Linked DNA regions of Mus musculus: all the other regions are linked to region 3. A link is a contact called in public HiChIP or PLAC-seq and promoter capture Hi-C data. All regions are on one chromosome and are shown on one strand. The core of a region is the stretch at or near the end of the contact, and the rest is flanking DNA. Distances in the headings are between cores, read along the strand shown. Region 1 overlaps Gm41264 (a long non-coding RNA gene). Region 2 holds the start of Egflam (EGF-like, fibronectin type III and laminin G domains). Region 3 holds the start of Gdnf (glial cell line derived neurotrophic factor).

Region 1 (3,093 bases), core at 200-2,699, 280 kb before region 3:
GCTGGGTCCGCCCGGGAAGAATACCACACATCATGAGGTGGCTGGGATATTTGCCTGTCAGACAATAGTGATGTGTTCCTGGATTGTGAGGCCATCTAGGGAGGGGAGGAGACTCTGATGCCAAGTTAGAAGAACCAGACTGAATTGGGACAACAAAGAGACTGTCTTTTAAATTCCAAATTTTAAAAAAGCCTCCTGAAGCTTCAAACAGCCATTTAAGGAAGTGGATGTATTCATTCGGTTTGTCACTTTTGAAACAGGATCTTACTATAATGTTGGTTGGCTGGGAATCCCTTTGTATACCAGGCTGGCCTTGAACTTACTAAAATCCTTCCATCTCGGTCTCCTGAGTACTGGTGAGACAATTGTAACAGTAGAGTAATAAATAGGACAGAAAGTGAGGACTGGATGGCTACACGCAAAATCTGAAAAATTGTCAGAAAACAAACCCAAACTATAAAAGCCCAAACCTGTTGGCAAAGAGGAAGCCTGGAAATTCCCACCCAAGCCACCTGTAGAAGCCACTGGCACAAGCTCAAAGGCACTCAAGGTGACCTGTGACACATTATAGTATGAAAAAAAGACCTGTTTAGGTGGAGCATTTGGTACTGAGGAGACGTAAGTAGAGTTGAATCTAGAACTGCATGCAACAGAACACATTTGAGAAGGCTTCCCCATACAAATAACCCAGATCACCCATGAAATGTAATATAAAAGCCCCCATCCCTTATTAGTGACTACCTGGTGGGGTAACCCCACCTGTCTAGCCTAACCCTTGGAAGTGTTTTTCTTAATAGACAGCCTCTGCTTCTGCTGTTGTCCACCTGACTTTCTTGAACTCTTGCTCCGGGACAGAAGAGATCTGATCCCCTCTAGAGGTGCCTGCTAATGCCCAAATGCCACCAGTAACATTTGGTTTACAGTGTGAGCCACCTGCCTAGCTACTGAGATTCAAAGGGCGAATTGATATTTGAGCCTAGTGCTACACGGGCATACACAGATATATACACACACATGTATGAACAAATGAATGCACACACCCTAGAGATGTCATGTGGGAGGACCTACAACTTGCTCCTGCTGGTAGCTAAGGTAAAGGACACACCAAGTTGTTCTGTCCCAGAATTGCAGGCAAGAGTTATCATATGCGTAGAGAGATACCACTGCCATTGCCTGTAAGTAGTGGATCATCTGATATGAATGTCATCTCAGGCAGCTAGGGTAGATGTGCACACAACCCCAGCACACTCTCCTCACACTGGCAAGGTGGGGTGGAATGACAGGACTACCTCCCATGCTGGAGGATAGAGAGAGCAGCTTCATGGACACCATTTGATACTGTCACTAGAATTGACCATACAAGCCACCAACATCAGGACAAGGTGTTTATTCTTGGGGTTTCAGAAAGCTCTGACAACAAAGAGGAGAGAGTTTTGCAAGATGTTTTAAATACCAGGAAATGCACACTGTGAGAGCACCAGGGTCTTTGTTAATCAAGGTCAGTGTATGCAATGGAAAAGGCTGTTTTCATCAATCTTTAACCTAGTGTGTCAGGAAACTGGATAGGCGACTTTTTCCTTCGTATTTTTTTTTTAACTTTTCATAAAGTCTCAATAAATCAGGTTCCAACTGACTTGTAAATTTCTAGGCAATTCACATATCGCTCCCCACACTCAGCCTTGGCCCTCTGCCCCTTGCACTTGCAGAAACCACATAAACACATCAACAGATGCAGGTTCCTCTCAAGGACAGGCTGCTGCATTCTTCAGATAACTGACTCTGCTTGAAAAGCCACCATTGTCCTAGCCAGCCATTCATACCACCCAGCTTGACCAAGGCTCCTCCAGAATCACCCATTTCAGCCCGCAGGGGCTTGGAGCCTGCCACCCCGGAGGGAGGTAACAGCTAGTATGGGGGTGGGGCGAGGTCAGGTCACTAATTCATCTTGGGGGGTTACTAACTTTGAAGCACACTGAAGGCTGCTTCAGTGTTAACATTTCCAAGGGGAAAGCACAAACACCCAGCTCTCAAGCCATCAAATTTTTCTTTGGAGAGATAACCACTTTTGACTCGGAAGACAAATATTAAATATAAAAATATCCAATCCAAACAGAAAACAGAGCAGCCCTTTGCCAGCCGCACGATCTTGGTGGTCTCCAGGTGAAAGGAAAGTAGCGTACACGTAAAGAGATGTTTCCCACTTTGTTTTTAGAAAGTTCCTTTTTTCTACACCTCTCAAAGGGTAGGTAGCTACTTACATACACAAGCTCATCTGACCAAAGCAAATCCTGCTTATAAGTGCTGAAACACTGAGGAAAGATAAATATAAAATGTGTCATTAGCAAGAAGCCCCCAAGCAAAAGAAATGCCCCCAGTCCTGAATTCAGCAGAGGGAAAACGTGCTTAAGGAATTTCTAGAAAGCAATGGAAAAATAATGGTGCTCTTATAGGTTTTGGGAGCTATTTGCTAGGTGGCCGCTCCACGCACCTCTCCCTGCTAAAAAATTACAGCAGAATGCTACAGAGAAAGAGCAAAGTTTGCACTGTGTGTTTGCATTCAAAATGACAGTTCTAGTTGTAAAACTTATCATAAAACCTTAAAAGAAGTAGCTGGAGAGATGGCTCAGTGGTTAAGAACACTGACGCTCTTCCAGAGGACCTGGGTTCAATTCCCAGTCCCCACATGACAGCTTACAATCTGACATCCTCAAACAGACATATATGCAGCAAAAGAGAAATTCCCATACGATAAAAAGAAAGGAAGAAAGAAAGAAAGAGAGAGAGAGAGAGAGAGAGAGAGAGAGAGAGAAAGGAAGGAAGGAAGGAAGGAAGGAAGGAAGGAAGGAAGGAAGGAAGAAACCTTGAAAGAGTAAAGTGTCAAGAGCCAGATTTTGTGTTTTTCCTCCTGCCAAAGCCTCTGTTAGAAACCTCTCTCTCTCTCTCTTTCTCTCTCTCTCTCTCTCTTTCTCTCTCTCTCTCTCTCTCTCTCTCTCTCTCTCTCTCTCTCTCTCTCTCTCCCTCCCTCGTGTAATTTGTCTTTTCATTTTCAGCCTGTAACTCGAGCCCATTTGATGATAGCTGTACCCAACCAGC
Region 2 (3,233 bases), core at 659-3,158, 420 kb before region 3:
CAAAGAACCCTGCATATGTCACACAGGCTAAGAGCCACAGACGTATGCATGTGCTATTCAAACGTGGTTAGATGGTTTCGTGTGCAGAAACCTACAGAGGGCCAGCGACCATAGTATGGTTTTCTTGAGCAAGAAAGTTCAAAGGCTCCTATGATTGAGATTCTGGAAGGTGTATGAAGATGCAAGAAGACAGTTTAATATGATTCTACCTTGGGTGGCTGCCGTTGTCTCCCCAGTGAACTGGACAGTGTGCTGACAGATTCGTTCTGAATCTGAATGTGTTGTGGAAGCTGAGAACGGTCCTCAGTGTTAAATCAGGTAAGGGGACACAGATGATCACAGACAGAGCCTGAAGACTGAGATATCTCCTAGGATCGAAGGCAACCGCCCCAAACTCCAGACTGATCCTGGAGCAGTAAGACATATTTGAACATGCAGATGGGAACCTGCCAAGATTATTTTCTTTGCACTCTGATAAATTTTCCTGGTTTGCTTCCTTCTTGTAGAAACATTTGGGAGGGCAGACTCCACTTTCTTGTAGAAACATTTGGGAGGGCAGACTCCACTTTCTGTGAGTTTTGCAGGCTGAATTAAAATAATTAGATTGTTTTCCATTGTTCAGAAGACATAATTAATCCCATAAGACAACCCCACTTGTAAAGTAAGCTAAGAAAAAGCAGATTTTTTTTTCACAATTCTAAATATGGTCCGGGCCAACAAAGAATAAAAATCGTTACCCAGAAGCAACGCTAGGAACTTTATTATTTAAACTGTTCCACTTTCCCTCATGACACAGCCAAATCAATGTTGATAAAAACATACTTTTTACCTAGAAGAAATGTGAGTTTTTGTGGTGTTGCCTTCTCTCTGATCCTTTGTACTAGCTAGCCTACAGTGCATATATATCTTTGTTTGGACAGCAGTGCTAAGACAGGAGTTCTAAAAGAGATCAGGTTAACCCACTGTGGGCTGCTTTCTGCACAAACAGCCCGGGGCTGCAAGAGAATCCCAACAACAGAGAAAGTGCAGGTCCGTACCCAGTGCTTAGACAGGACCAGAGCCAGGAAAGGGGGCTCCCAGCAAACCTTCAGACACTCAACAGGAAATGGCTGGGCTCTAGGCAGTATGAGTCCAATAAGATGTTCAAAGAAGCAGGAGGAGCTGTTGAAAGTCCTCTGCGCTCTCTCAGTCCTGTGTAACCGAGACAGAGCTATAGCTGCCCGCCCACCCCCCCAACCCCCAACTTTTCGCAGTCCGTGGTTCCACACAGAACCCACCACCTCCTAGCTCTGGAAAACAAATCGTTTCTTTTAACAAACAATATCCTTGGGACTGCCTGGGCTGGGGGAGGGCGAGGCTCGTGCCTCGGCTGAGCTCTGCGCAGAGGCTAGGCAGGCTGAGCCCACGCTGGTGAGCAGAGAGCGGCTGCCTGCTCTGCGAACCCCACCAAAGGCCGGGACCGGGGTGCTCCGGGCACCCCGGCTCCGGGCGCACTGAGTGCTTTACCTGATTTTCGCAGAGCCGTTCGGAGTGACACAGCGCCGGGTGGGAGGCTGCAGGCCAGGAGCAAGAAATGGAGCGAGAAGGTTGAGATTAAATCCATCTCACCAACGGCGTCTGCAAAGTTTCCCCAAGTCCCGGGCGCGCAGGGAAAGGGCGTCTCCTGGGGGACGCGGGGAACGCCAGTGACGCGAGGATGAGAAGGTGGGAGACCCAGGGAGCTGAACCAGGAGCCACTCGGGAGTCCGAGGAGGCAAGGCAGCAGTTGGGAAGCTGGCGTGCTTGAGCGGAGCGGGCTCGCAGCGGCAAGGCTTTTCGGGGCTGGGGAGTGGACGCTGAGAGCCGAGGGGAGGGACGCACTGGCCGCCGGAGGGAGGGCGGCTCGACCCGCAGGAGATGGAATTACAATCTAGTGGAAGAACGAGGGGCAGGGTCTGAATCAATTCACTCCGCGCCCACCTCCGGCGCCGACAGCCCCCAGCTCAGCCCTTCCCCGCGGGTGACCTAGATTGGGGGCCGGGGTGGGACCGACTTCGACACTCGCCCGGTGTTCCTTGACTCAGACTGCGGGCCCAGGGTCCTCGGCTGGATCCTAACCCTTAACTTTTGGTTTGGTGCTTCGGTTTCGCTGGCTGGACCTTTCTTCCCCCATACCCCTCTAGGTGGCTTGCTCCCAGTTTAAACCACTTTTCCTAATACCTCAAAGGTTTCTCTACTCTGTAGAGCACTCTTGGAAGAAGCGCAAGGGAGGGGCTGTAATTTTCAAGCAGGGAGGAGGAGGGCGGGGCTGGCCAAGTCTTGGGTGCTAAGAAGATAAATGGGATTTAAGGCGCACAGATGGAGAGCTGAGGCTAGGCCACTCAGAGGCAAAGGCCAAATGAAGATTAGGGACTGGTGCCTGGGGGCCAGGTCCCCTTCTGGTGGTGGGTGGCAACTTTAGACACCCCCCCTCCCCCGAAAAAGAGAAAAAAGTCCAGGTTATTGTGGCAAAGTCTAACTTCTTTGGGGCTGAGAAGGTCCTCTATAAAGGGAGCGCTTGCGGCCAGGCCGGGACTGGGGAGTAGGGGCAATGCGGGAGCCAGCATTTAGCTCCCTAGCTGAGGAAAGACCCCCTCCCTTCCCAAGAGATCTGTGCAGCTGGCTGGAGTTTACAGTACTGCCCCAAAGGGTGTGAGCTCCCGAGCAAACTGGCTTTCTGACCCCAAGCCTTCGTGAAAACAGATACAATAAATAATCTAAAAGGAAAACGAGCCCTCGCCAGAATCCTGGAAAAGATCAAAGGCCCTAGGAAGTGCCCCGCAGATAGAAACTGTGGTCACTGGCAAACGTCTGAGGGTGATCGCCACGCCCCACCTGGCAGAGCAGCTTCCTGGCCCCTTGTTAATCTTCCATTAGGAGAGCTGAGTGTTGTCCTGTGATTTCTACCCTGGATCTTTCCCCTACCCCCACCCCCACCCATGAACCTAGTCCTGTTAGCAAGGTTGGAATATAGTTCCTTACACGTTGGTATTTTCAGGTGTGTAATTGTTCCATAAATAAATTCAAAGTCCTCTACAACTTGAGTAGCTGAAGTCTGAGTCCAGGGCCACTGGAGTTTCTTAAACCAAACTAGTGCAGGAACGTCCAGACGGCACTACATTTATGAGGTGAAAACACGTAGGGAAACCAGGCAAGGTGACTCTGCAGAGATATGCTCTGTTACACTACATTAGACCCATAGGATCACTGAGGCC
Region 3 (3,308 bases), core at 298-2,797:
CTCCGAACCCAACAGCTGCGGAGAAAACAGACGCCCAAGGGATGGAAAATGAATTCGTCTCCGCAGCAGTGGGAGGTGGCAGCCGAATTAAATGCTTTCCTAGTGGCCTTATCTAGGGACCTAGACTGGAATTCTGGGTGGAGATTGTGAGGGGCGGGAGGGATGTACCCCGGAAAGGAGAGAGAAGCAAAAGCCTGGAGACTAATAGGAAAGGTGCAGGGAGGTGTGTGTGTGTGTGTGTGTGTGTGTGTGTGTGTGTGTACCTGAAAACTGATTTGCCCTCCCCCATTAAAAATGTCAAGACTGTTTTCTCAAAATGCATGATTTACCTGATTTGAGAATGCTCCCCAGCCAATTCCCCATGCTGGAACAACGGGACTTGTGAGTGACAGAGTACCACCATACCCGAAGTGATTCAATCTCTCTTCCCCCGTCTCTTTGGATGGGACTTTTCGCCAAGTGAACATAGCCTTCTTTATTAGCAAGCTCACCCCAGACTGCAAGGCCTTCTTCCTTTCTAGAGATGTGAGGTCTTAAGAGTCCAAAGGACTCGGTGTTCAGGACTCTTACTACGGTCCTGGGTCCTGGAGTAGCTAGGGGAACCGAAAGATAGCATCTCTGCTGAGAGGGACAGAATTAGGACCAAAACTTCACAAAGCTGCAAAACTAAAATCAAGGGCGTGTTCGGGTATACCACGGAGGGCTTTAAATGTCAAGATAGATCCAGTCGCCGCCTACTAACAGTGGTAAAACATTTATTGGGCACTTTCTGGACTTGTTCGTGAGTTAATGATCCTAAGAAGTGGAACTGGTATTTTAAGCCAAACCGATGCTTCCGAAGTTAAGTGACTTAACTTGGCACTTTTATGCAGGCCAGAGTCTGCAAAGTCACATGAACTTGTTCTGGTGACATTTTTTTCTTTCACTTAGCCAGGATGTTTAAAAGGTAGACAGAGGGAGGGCAAGTGTTTCCACCAAGCCTGAGCCTACACCCTGCCTAGTTAGAAGAAAGGTCCAGCCTGGGACAGATAGGTGAGCTTGATTTTAGTCCCAGAGGTAAAAAGCCTGTTGTTTGCATCAGCGAAAGGATGGCTTCCAGAGCTCACATATGGGAGTTGCTGGGGAGGGGAAGGGTGGTCTCTGTCTGTCGAGGGCCGGGCAAAGGTAGCCAGATGGGGGCTACCCCGTGCGCCCCCGCCCCCCGGGAATATGGGATGTCGCGCGAGCCAGTAGAAGCAACGGGCCCGGAGTTGTGGTATAAATTTATGTCCATAATCTGACCTCTGGAAGTTGGAGGCTGGAGGACCGAAGAGTGGTCAGCAGTGCACCCGTTGGGAATGCGAGCTGCACCTGGGGTGTACCAGGGATGAAGGAAGATGGGCGGGCAGTAAACCAGAACAAGGGCGGGGTGCTTAGGGAAGCACCGATCAAAAGCAGTGCGGGCGGAGAGGCTGTGAGTTGGGAGCAGGTTGGGGGGGGGGGCAGGGAAGTGGTGAAGAGGCTGCCCTGCAGTCAGCACCAGGGTCCTGGGCGTCTGAGCCTAACTTGCCTGGTGCGGTTCTCTTCCCCGCTGCCCGCCCGCGCAGGTGCCGCCGCCGGACGGGACTCTAAGATGAAGTTATGGGATGTCGTGGCTGTCTGCCTGGTGTTGCTCCACACCGCGTCTGCCTTCCCGCTGCCCGCCGGTAAGAGGCTTCTCGAAGCGCCCGCTGAAGACCACTCCCTCGGCCACCGCCGCGTGCCCTTCGCGCTGACCAGTGACTGTAAGAACCGTTCCCTCCCCGGGGGCATCATCCGGCGGACCCCAGGGCACCCTACCGCAGCATGCACGCACGCAGTCACCCGGGCCAGCCGGGAAGGTTGTGCGCCTCTCCACTAAGTGGGAAGGGCTGGGAGGCCCTTAAGGGTACTCAGCTGCATGCCGCTGCCCAAGGGTTTCCAGGCGCCTTGCAAATACAGAGGATGTGGAATAGTGTCCCTTTATCATTCTCATCAACAAATATCCCACTATCGCCACCATCACAACCACAACCAGGGCACACACACATTGCCCCCAACCCCTTACTTCCCTGCCCCTCTAAGAATACACAGCAGGATCTTTCTTTTAAGGCTATTTTACTGTGCCTTGCTAAAACCCTCTTGCATTTTCATCCTGAACTGCACTTGCAAGGAGTTTTGTGAGAAAGGCCAGCCAGAGAGAAAACACAGAAGGACCTCCATTTCCAGAGCTAGCATCTGCCTAGTGTCAATTCTGTTCAGAAGAGTTCTGCTATAGGAAGAGTCCAGGGTGACTAGTGCAAAGTGGACTGAAAGGGAGAAACGTTCAGAATGCACAGTGCTAACTCAAAAACAACAACCACAACAAACGCAGGGTACTCTTAAAACAAGTCTGTGATTTACTGCTCCAAAGCTAATGCCTTCTAGAAGCGAGCAATTACAACCTATCCTCCAGTCCTCAGAAGTCCATACGGGTAAAGTCAGATAGACAGGAAAGGAGTTACAGAGAAAATGAAAGTATCTAGGTTAAAAGGTGGCAACAGAAAAGTTGATACAATCTCAAAATACTCAGCGGCCACCCACCTCACCCCTTAGAACGAGTGGCTTTGAAGGTTTGCATTTGAAGTGCCCTGTGGTTATGACCACCAGGGAAAGCTTGAGTCAGCCCAGGACGTACAGAAACCCTTGGCCCTGGACAAGAAAACAGGCAGAATGTGGCAAGTGTTTCATTTCAACAACAAAAATGGCTTCTTGTATAAGGGTCAAAAAGGGGCGGGGGGGATAGAATTTTATAAGGATTTTGGGAGTGATTTGTGGTTTAAAAGGAACGTAGTTGGTCCCTTGAAATTCAGACCCAGACCTGTCAATTAAACTCATCTTTAAAGAGCCTCACTTCAATCCCAAGCTTAGGGCGTACAAATATTTCTCTGATTGAAATTCTAAATGCCCTCTGTTGTTGTCTTCATTTAACCATTGCAAAAGGGCAAACCAAAGGGACAGGGGCAGAGTGGCAGATAATAATAGTTCTCAAATTCAGGTATCAGTGGAGAGAACTCTGACTGTTTGATTGCATTCTGATTAATTCATGGGGGTTTAATTGCTATATTAGTATCCTGTCTACCGGGGCTTGCTTCCCACTAATTCTTCCAAGTTAATGGCTTTAGAACTCAGTGTGAACAGTTTACAGCTCCACGGAAGGAATGCCTTTCTTCTCCCACGTGCCAGTAGCTACCAGGATTGCTCCTTGGCCTCCATACTCCTGTCCTAACCATCCTTGGAGAATAGACTCATAAAAAGAGAGTGGAGTCTTC

The links. Promoter capture Hi-C pulls out the DNA fragments that hold promoters and counts their contacts. HiChIP or PLAC-seq counts read pairs in DNA pulled down with a chosen protein or histone mark.
Region 1: a contact with region 3 is called in an H3K27ac HiChIP or PLAC-seq map of embryonic stem cells, with 3 times the contacts expected there. The contact joins the enhancer-like site here to the promoter of Gdnf in region 3. A contact is called at or near these places in 7 of 39 promoter capture datasets (cranial neural crest, embryonic stem cells, frontonasal cranial neural crest and 3 more), 1 of 15 datasets of contacts at CTCF or cohesin (the NIH/3T3 cell line), 4 of 484 Hi-C or Micro-C datasets (the NIH/3T3 cell line, Sertoli cells, embryonic stem cells and 1 more) and 9 of 115 datasets of contacts at active chromatin or transcription factors (the NIH/3T3 cell line, craniofacial prominence, embryonic hindbrain and 3 more).
Region 2: a promoter capture Hi-C map of embryonic stem cells shows a contact between it and region 3, with 99 read pairs. The contact joins the promoter of Egflam here to the promoter of Gdnf in region 3. A contact is called at or near these places in 14 of 39 promoter capture datasets (the 3T3-L1 cell line, 3T3-L1-derived adipocytes, cranial neural crest and 4 more), 1 of 15 datasets of contacts at CTCF or cohesin (stem cell-derived epiblast-like cells), 25 of 484 Hi-C or Micro-C datasets (differentiating embryonic stem cells, embryonic stem cells, nephron progenitors and 1 more), 10 of 115 datasets of contacts at active chromatin or transcription factors (embryonic forebrain, embryonic stem cells, neural tube and 1 more) and 1 of 9 other capture datasets (embryonic stem cells).

The regions. Positions count from the first base shown.
Region 1 is chr15:7,529,667-7,532,759 of GRCm38.p6, forward strand. The region is part of intron 1 of Gm41264 (a long non-coding RNA gene); the gene reads right to left. Among named protein-coding and RNA genes, the nearest start is that of Gm41264, 31 kb to the right of the region's middle. Within about 2 kb of position 1,450, at least 21 of the 459 cell types and tissues checked have an H3K27ac peak or open chromatin away from gene starts, as enhancers often do. A contact at or near this core is called in Sertoli cells and embryonic stem cells, where this site is marked.
Region 2 is chr15:7,396,482-7,399,714 of GRCm38.p6, forward strand. It overlaps Egflam (EGF-like, fibronectin type III and laminin G domains), which reads right to left and starts at 1,909. Exons shown (of 22, transcript NM_178748.6): 1 at 1,507-1,909. The coding sequence starts at 1,603.
Region 3 is chr15:7,814,003-7,817,310 of GRCm38.p6, forward strand. Gdnf (glial cell line derived neurotrophic factor) reads left to right here and starts at 1,548. Exons shown (of 2, transcript NM_001301357.1): 1 at 1,548-1,763. The coding sequence starts at 1,613.